3 separate regions of the Mus musculus genome follow, and regions 1 and 2 are each linked to region 3. A link is a contact called in public HiChIP or PLAC-seq and promoter capture Hi-C data. All regions are on one chromosome and are shown on one strand. Each heading gives the region's core, a stretch centred on a gene start, on an enhancer-like site or on the middle of the called end of the contact. The rest is flanking DNA. Distances are from core to core; before and after follow the strand shown. Region 1 overlaps Epb41l1 (erythrocyte membrane protein band 4.1 like 1). Region 2 overlaps Epb41l1 (erythrocyte membrane protein band 4.1 like 1). Region 3 holds the start of Rbm39 (RNA binding motif protein 39).

Region 1 (2,700 bases), core at 2-2,501, 310 kb before region 3:
TGGCGAGAGAGCCCAGTGGTTAAGAGCACCTGCTATTCTTGCAAAGGACCGAAGTTCAATTCCCAGCACCCACACCAGGGAGCTCAGAACGACCTGGAACTCCAGCTGCAGGGTGGGAGGGAGGACATCCAGCTCCCTCTTAGAGCCTATACCATCACCAACACTAACACACACACACAGAGAGAGAGAGAGAGAGAGAGAGAGAGAGAGAGCAAATATACATGTCATAAAACAAATACTTTATATTATTTTAAAAATCCAACAGCATATATGTAGACACTTTGGGCTGTGGCAAGCAGAATTTACACGACCCTGGTGTCCAGGCAGCCCCTGGGGTATGGGGTACATCCACAAATCCCCTTCCTGGGTCCTCTGTTTGGCTTCAGCCCAGACTCTTGGAACTCTTTCCTCAACCTGTAGCTCCCTGGAAATAGCTAGGAGAGGAATTTCAAGTGACTATTCCAAATTTTCCTGCAGATCCTCTGGTAAGCCAGTGCTAAACTGGACACCACCTGAGAAATACTCTACCCCACTTCTGTCACAGGTAAGACTTGAGTCACATCTTCAAAAACGTGCCCCTTAGCTTCTTCAGTCTGCTCTCCTCCCCACTTGTGGCCTAGCTCTCCGGATCTGAACGGCAGGCCCATCTTCTCTCTCCTGCACTCGACTACCCCCAGCAAAAAGCCCAACATAACCTCCTCACAGGAGAAAGAGCTCAGGCCCAGGGGGAACACCAAGGAACTCCAGTGAGGCCACGGCCAGGGGCCTGGATGCATAGATACAGGCGTATCCTCTCGAAAGAAGGAGAAATGCATGCAAAAATCACAGCAAGCGGTTGAGCGAATGGGCACGAAGTCAACGATCCACACATCGGACCCCATCTTAGTAAACACACAGATCCTTATGACAATGTGAAACCAGAAAACCTGTCACTGTGTAACTTAATATATGCTAATAAAAGCATTAAAATATGAACAGCTAGGTAAATAAATGCTGAGGACCCCACAGCCCCCATTAAAAGAAGAACTGCCAGCATTCAAAGCTTCAGCCCAGGAATAGAAACACTTCAGCTTGCCTAGACTCGCCGTTGCCGGTCCCATCCCCACCTTCCAGCTGAAATCTGACAGCTCATCATTTCCTGCATTAAAATTTCAAACTCCTTTATTTGGACTCTCTCATTACATCCGTCTCAGCACTCCCCATGAGTCTTCAACTGTCTCCTTACATAACGCGCCTGCACAAGGTAAACAAGGGAATTGCCTTGCTCCTAGATACATGCCGAGGTTCACGGTGTGTGCGGCACAGCCTGCATCCTCAAGTGCTCTGCCTACTCCACATCCTTTCCTGAATATGTGGCTTAACTCTTCCTGCTTCCAAGAAGCCTTTCCCAGCCGTCTCCCCGCCAAAGCATCCACACACCCTTCCAGCCTCGCAGAACCTTCCTCTCCCTGCACGGTTCTGGCAAGCGTCATCTGTCCTGATTCCATGTTGGCTTTCCCCCTTGGCCTTTTACCACTGTGCTCTGAACACTGTGGTGTTCCTTCCAGGGCTAAGGGTCACATCTACTGGAAAATAGAACTGAACAGTACTCGACAGATACCATTGTGGTAATACGTAATGTTGGTGTGGGGGTAAGAATGGACCTATGGAAGACAGGGTGGAATCTCTTAGGTCACCAAAGACAAACAAAAGCCCTGTGTGACTTCCACGAAAACATTCTGCTCCCGTCCTACATTTCCCACATGTGTCAGCCACTTATTCTTGTTCCAATCACCACGACATTCGCATTTCTCCATATATGAGCAGCAATTATATTTCCTTTGGTGGGTATGTTCCAAGACTGCATATTAAAATCACCTAGACCGCATTCTGTACAAATAAACTTATTAAAATCCTGAGGCTTCTATATTTGAAAACTCAGGCACACCGCTTCTGGGGATTTTAAATTTCAGTACAATATTTTGGGGTTGTTATTTTCTTCCTGAGTAGCAGAGCAATCTCCACGCCAAATCAGACTGGTTCACTTTCACGCCAAGGTCCTTGGTAGTTCCTAACTCTTAAAACAAATATACTCAAGAATACAACCCAGCATCCTTTGCCGTGCTCTCTGAGAATAGGATTTCTTACTTCTAGTTCTGTGCTTCCACTGTGTCTCTTTGGGAAGTCCTGACTGTCTATAGGATATTACTAATAAAATGGCAATAATGAAGCATGCATTCATTTCAGCTTACGGCGGGCAGGCTTGTCAGGACACCACATCCTGGAAAGTCAAGTGGTATCTACAAGGGACATCTTAGCAGAGTATCAGCTACGTTATCTCCAAGTATCAGAACAGGACAGGCTTGAGTCAAACACCTGGCCTCAAGTGATCTTCTTCCCCCGCCGTCCCAAGGACATGCCGCCATGCCACGGGCTGGTGATAAAGGACGCGGATCCTCCTGGGTTTCCCTCTGTTTTATTCCTTCTCCTTTTCTGCTCCACCTCCATCTCCTTCTACATCTGGTTGGCCCACAACTTGCTTTGTAGACCAGGCTGTCCTGGAATTCACAGAAACCAACCTGCCTCTGCCTCCCAAGTGCTGGGATGGAAAGGTGTGTACCACCATGTCCCCACCATGGCAGGGCCCAGATCTTTACACAATCGCCTTAAAACTTGAGTCTAGCCAGGTATGAAAGAGAGCTCATGTCTGCTCTCCTAGCT
Region 2 (2,700 bases), core at 55-2,554, 350 kb before region 3:
GCAATCTCATCATCACATGGGAGGTAGAAGCAGGAGGAAGCCCAAGGTCACCTTCAGCAGCACAATAAGTTTGAGGCCAGTCTGAGATACCTAACAGGGACCCTGTCTCATGAAGACAGAAGTGAAGGAGGAGGGACAGAGACAGAGAGACAGATAGAGACAGAGACAGCAATTGAGTAAATTCTAAGCTTGTTGAGGGCAAAGGATATACTGTAAGAGTCAGTGGTCTTATTTATCTAATAACTTTAAGTATGAACAGATGTGAACATCTGTGTTAGTATCTTCTCCCAGGAGACAACATATAGATAATGTCATCCAGTCTATTGACTTTTATAACTGGACATTTTGATGTTTTGATGACACCAGGTTATGGGATTTAAGGTCGTTTTGATTTCTTTATCCTTTGCATTAAAAACAAAGGTTGCTAAAACAAAGCAAGCCAGGGAGGGCAGAGGCCTGTCTGGGGTAGCCAGCTTACGACTCTCTAACGGCAGGAGCAGCTGCAAAGCCATTACTTGGCATACTGTAACAGTAGGAGAAAAAAATCTGGAAAATACATTTGTGTTATTTTATGTCATATTCAGAATGCCTGTGCTGGGGGTGGAACCCCAGGTAAGGACTCTGCTCTTGGTCACCAGGAGAAGGGACTGAGCTCTGAAGTCCTGTGGCAAGAAGAACCAGGGGCAATCCCTCAGACTTATACATTTTAAAAGTTGAAGAGCCACAGAGGACACACAGGAAGTGTGCACTAAGCTGTGAGCTGTTCCCAGGCAAGCTAGCCTTCTCCAGGGTGCAAGCTAGTTTCACCTCACTAACACATTCTTCAGTCATTTGGGCCTGGTTTGTTCATCTTTCCAATCGAATGTGGAACCTCCATGCATAAAAAATGACCCAGATAAGCTGTTCTGAACAACCAGTGACTGAGAGGTCTCCTTTTCTCTCCCCCAAGCTGCCTTGGAAAGATCCTCTCCACACGTATCAAGCAGCCTGAAAGCCATGCCTCTAAACTGCTAGCCATGAGCACTGAACACCCCCAGGAGGAGGGGGGGGAGGCAACATCACCCCCATTTACAGATGGGAAAGCATGGTTTTTCCCTGTTCCGTGTCTGACCTCAGGGAGGATGAAGGGAAGGAAAAGGTTGACCAAAGGGCTTGGCCACTTCAGTGAGGATCCTATGTTCAAATGGCCGGTCCCTGTGTCAGGTTACAGTAGGGGCACAGGTTACCTGGGTGCTGTCTGCAGCGGAGACTCTGCTTTGCAGCATGGCCTCTGGCTCAATCTTCTTCCTGATTGCCAGACTGCTGACGGTCATGGTTTCTGCTTTCACAGACTACAGGAACATAAAGGGGACACGTGAAAACTCAAGCCTAGACACAACTCCTCTTCACAGACAACAGGGATGCAGGAGGAGAAAGCTCTCTCCCAACCCCACGGAAAAGTATGTAAAGGCATGGTTGGTGTCACTGAGAAAGGACCCAAAGAGAGAGAGCCAAGGCCACTGCCTGCATGAGGAGGGCCTGACCCCATGCTTCAGGGCTGCATGTCTTTTGAGGCTGTATTGGTGTGGTTAAACTCAATGCTCAGCGTTCTCCTTACACACACGTCGCCTACACCTTTTAGTCACTTCGTGCAAACTGCTGCTCAGTGGAAGAACTACACACGGAAGTATCCAGGGGCCAGGCAACAGATGGGAACAGGCGAGGAGGCTAGCTGGCCGAAAGATATGGAAAGCATGGGGGATTCCATTCAGGTGTGGATTTATCGTCGCCTCTGCATGGTGGGCTTTTCTTTGGTATATTTTTTATGATATAAAAAAACACAATGTAATTTTAAAAATTAAAGCCAGAGAAAACACATCAGTTGGCTTTACAAACCGTATCCTAGGTGTCTCAAGCTAAATGATCAGCTTCTATTGACTCGACTCTCAGGCCTAGTTCATGGCTTTACACACTGTAGGTCTGATAAATGGATCTAGCTTTTCATGTGGTTGGAAGGAAGAGGGAGAAAGGAGAGATTCTTCCAGAATCCTGGTATCTAGCTGCTCATTCGTTTATCGTCCCTTGGTACCGAGTGTACCTTAGAACAGCTAAGACCTGGTGGGAGAAGGGCAGAGCAACCAGCCATTGCCCTGACTGTGCTGGAAATGTTAGAGCCAAAGTGGCAGGACAGAGCAGGATGCTGTAGGGCTAGTACTGCCTCCCAGGTAGCCAGAAAAGCACGGAGAGAGGTGCGTGAGCTGTCCTGGATCACGGTGAGGCACGGAAAGGGAGAAGGAGCCTTCCGCCCAGAGGGTACAGCATGGGGTAGGATACCAGCATGAATAAGCTGGTGTTCACTGTCTAGGGGTGGGGGCGAGGATCTGCTAGGGTAAAGGGAAAGGGGGAGTTTCTGAGACTCCTCTGTGCAGCTCTACTAAGGGAGCCACAAAGCAGAGAAGCTCAGACGCTGGCCCTGCATCCTCTCCAGAGGTTGTGTCTTCTCTTTTCCTGGAGTGTCCACTGCCAGCCCTAACATCTCAGGACCTGGTGGATTTAAATAACTGCCCCTTCTCCAGACCCTGGTAAAATGAGCCCTGGCCTGCATCAAGAAAAACCACTCAGCGTTCAGACCAGCTGTAGGAGGCTCAGGAGTCCACGGACACATGCTCTCTCCAGGTGCTATGCAGCACAGTTCAGGGGGATCAAGGAGGCAGTAAATCA
Region 3 (2,700 bases), core at 134-2,633:
TCTTTCAGCAGGAAACTATCAGTGATTTCATGCAGTGTGCCACATCTGAGAGAGAAAGCCAGATCAGCTAAATTTTTTGGAACTCATAAGGCTGACCTCAAATTCACAGAAATCCCCCTGCTTCTGTTTTCTGAGTGCATAACTATAGACAAGCTCTACCAGGCATGCTAGAAAAGTCACCTGCCAACTGTATTACATTGCCAGCCCCAAGAAGTTTCCTGTCATCATTCCACATGCTCTTCCTACTCCTCACGAGCTTTCAGGGAGAGTCCACCTGGACATACATCCCCTGCTAAACTTGGGAATTAGTGAATATTTGCAGTCTTGGCTAGTGTCAAGCTTATCCTTGCTACTAATTATAATATTCCCCCCTTGAGGAGGAATCGGAATATATGGAGAGCTTAATTTACTTGCTCAAGGTCACATTGTTGGAGTGGCTACACCAAGCAAGGTGTGACATTTTGGACCTTTTATACCCTCAATTATTAAGCTGCTGATAGGTTTCCAGACTGGTTTGATATTTTATTTCAAAACGTTTTCTATTATGTAAAAGTGGGAGAAAAAAAAAACCTTCCAATGATCACTCAGCTTCTCTACCACAGAATTAACCACTCCCAAATACACAAAAAGCAAACCAAATAAAATCCAACAAAAATTAAACAAAAGCGGTAAATTCACACAGTCAAAATCCTAGGGAAAAGTGAGGGGACCTTTTAAAGTCACAAACCACCCCGATTCAGAGCCCGACTAAATTCAGGGGTTAGAAAGCTACACACTGCGGTTTCTTCCCAGCCCGGCCACCGCCTCCGGTTTCCAAGGGTGTTGCGAAGCTTCACTATCGAGCCCACATCTAACTGGTGACACCAAACGACAAGAAAATCGTACTTTTTATTCCCATTCCCCTGTGTACAGCTCGTTCTTGTCTGCATGCGTTTTCACCACTGGTGGGTCTGGACACGACTGTCTTAGCCCACAGCCATATGTATTATAATAGGTTGCCTTATGGCGACCTTGACAGCCATCTGTGTGGGAGGGCGGGTGTCCGGGGTGGGGGTCGGCTCTGAGAGGGGAAACCTTCACACCCAGCGAGGAGATGACACCAGCCAGGATGACAGCAACGATGCACCACTCAGCAAGGAATCCTCCCAAAGATTGACAGTCAGGGCACCAACTGTCTTTGCCCGATAGAGGACGCACCCTCGCGAGACTTGGGTGCAGCTCTGGCGGGGGAGTCCGAGAAGCCTTTCGGAATTGGGGGAAGGGAAACTGTGATCATCTGTGGCGCAATCATTGCGCGAGATTGGGCCACGGTCGCCGGGAGCCGCGGTGAGAGATCTCGCGATAGTTCGTGCTTTCCAGTCTGGAACCCGGGGCAGTTTCTCGCGAGAGCCCGTGCTTGCGGCTCCGGGAGACCCCGGGTGTTTGTGTGTGTGTATGTGTTGGTGACTGTGAGTACGGAGGAGCAGCGGCCGCCATTTCAGGGAGCTAGCCGACGCTGTCGCAGGGGTGGATCCTGAGCTGCCGAAGCCGCTGCCCTGCTCTCCGTCGCGGGCTCCTTTAATCCCATTGTTTCTTTTAGATTCGCTTGGGCCTAGACGCCCTCGGGGCCCGATATTCGGGTTGGGCGGTACCGCGGCCTGGGCCTAGTGGCTTAACAGTAGCGACAGCAGCAGCGGCGGCGGCGGCGGCAGCCGACTTCCCGTGGCGAGCACAGGCGCGCGGAAGCCCGCACAGGTACGGGGCGTCGCGGCCGGCGGGGAGTGGGTCGCCTGCCCGAGCTGGGTGCTCCGCGATGCCGAGGCTTTTCGCCGCTTTGCTCGGCGCGCAGAGGGGGAGGGGGCCTTCCCGGTACGGTGGGGTCACCTCTCCTCGGCCGTGCCCTTCATCTCGGGCAAGGACGTCGTGGGCGTTTTTTGGTAGCGGCCGGGACCTCCGTGGGGACCTCGGTCAGATAAAGATCTGTCCTTCCGAGGGCCGGGGCTGGTCGCGACCTCCCAACATGGCGCCCGTGGAACGCCGCCGTGGTACACAACCCCTCCCAGCGGAGGGAGTCTCCCTCCGCCGCTAAAATGGCAGCGCGGGTTTTGTGCGGTGAGGAAGCGCTCCGCTGCATCCTTCCTGGGGGCGCTTTTAGCCGCTCGCGGGCGGGCTTTTGAAATTCGACCTGGAGTCCTGCTCCTGTCTTAGGTACAAGGAACGTGACACTTGGCGTACCCAAGGCAGCCTTGTCTGATGGGCGTCGCACAATTTTAGCCATCGTAGCGCTTTCAAAGGAGTTTTCTCAGGCTTTGAGGATGGGAGATCAAGGGGACATTTTATCTTATTTTATTATTTAGCAGAATTGCAGGTGTACTTACAGGACTGTCTTGTTCTTCCCCAGGCGAGTAGAGAAAATGGCAGACGATATTGATATTGAAGCCATGCTTGAGGCCCCTTACAAGAAGGTGAGAAAACACGCTAGTGAGCTTTAATATATTTCTTAATTTAGCATTATTCACGAAACTACTGCTGAAATGTAAACTAACCTTCCCGGAGCCCTCTTGATTACCTTATCAGAGATGCAATACGTGTAACTTACAAAAGTAAATATATGCTATTGATGTAATAATATTGTGCAGTAGTTTCACTTCAGCGTGATGAATAAATGCCCATCTATCTCTCTTTGTAGACTTGCCTAACGATATCTCACCTCTACTCCCA

The links. Promoter capture Hi-C pulls out the DNA fragments that hold promoters and counts their contacts. HiChIP or PLAC-seq counts read pairs in DNA pulled down with a chosen protein or histone mark.
Region 1: a contact with region 3 is called in a promoter capture Hi-C map of 3T3-L1-derived adipocytes, with 2.6 times the contacts expected there. The contact joins the enhancer-like site here to the promoter of Rbm39 in region 3. A contact is called at or near these places in 4 of 39 promoter capture datasets (the 3T3-L1 cell line, 3T3-L1-derived adipocytes, fetal liver and 1 more), 3 of 484 Hi-C or Micro-C datasets (adipose-derived mesenchymal stem cells, cerebellum and cortical neurons) and 3 of 115 datasets of contacts at active chromatin or transcription factors (SST interneurons, bone marrow-derived macrophages and embryonic midbrain).
Region 2: an H3K27ac HiChIP or PLAC-seq map of microglia shows a contact between it and region 3, with 4 times the contacts expected there. The contact joins the enhancer-like site here to the promoter of Rbm39 in region 3. A contact is called at or near these places in 1 of 39 promoter capture datasets (hippocampal neurons), 2 of 484 Hi-C or Micro-C datasets (cerebellar granule neurons and cerebral cortex) and 3 of 115 datasets of contacts at active chromatin or transcription factors (embryonic hindbrain, microglia and neural tube).

The regions. Positions count from the first base shown.
Region 1 is chr2:156,489,007-156,491,706 of GRCm38.p6, reverse strand. The region is part of intron 2 of Epb41l1 (erythrocyte membrane protein band 4.1 like 1); the gene reads right to left. It overlaps Gm33977 (a long non-coding RNA gene), which reads left to right. Exons shown (of 3, transcript XR_375167.4): 3 at 478-1,990. Among named protein-coding and RNA genes, the nearest start is that of Gm33977, 8.4 kb to the left of the region's middle. Within about 2 kb of position 1,251, at least 35 of the 459 cell types and tissues checked have an H3K27ac peak or open chromatin away from gene starts, as enhancers often do. A contact at or near this core is called in 3T3-L1-derived adipocytes, SST interneurons, cortical neurons and 1 more, where this site is marked.
Region 2 is chr2:156,525,520-156,528,219 of GRCm38.p6, reverse strand. Epb41l1 (erythrocyte membrane protein band 4.1 like 1) reads right to left here. Exons shown (of 25, transcript NM_001368800.1): 19 at 1,227-1,331. Among named protein-coding and RNA genes, the nearest start is that of Aar2, 21 kb to the left of the region's middle. Within about 2 kb of position 1,304, at least 2 of the 459 cell types and tissues checked have an H3K27ac peak or open chromatin away from gene starts, as enhancers often do. A contact at or near this core is called in microglia, where this site is marked.
Region 3 is chr2:156,178,921-156,181,620 of GRCm38.p6, reverse strand. Rbm39 (RNA binding motif protein 39) reads left to right here and starts at 1,383. Exons shown (of 17, transcript NM_001291114.1): 1 at 1,383-1,734; 2 at 2,381-2,444. The coding sequence starts at 2,394.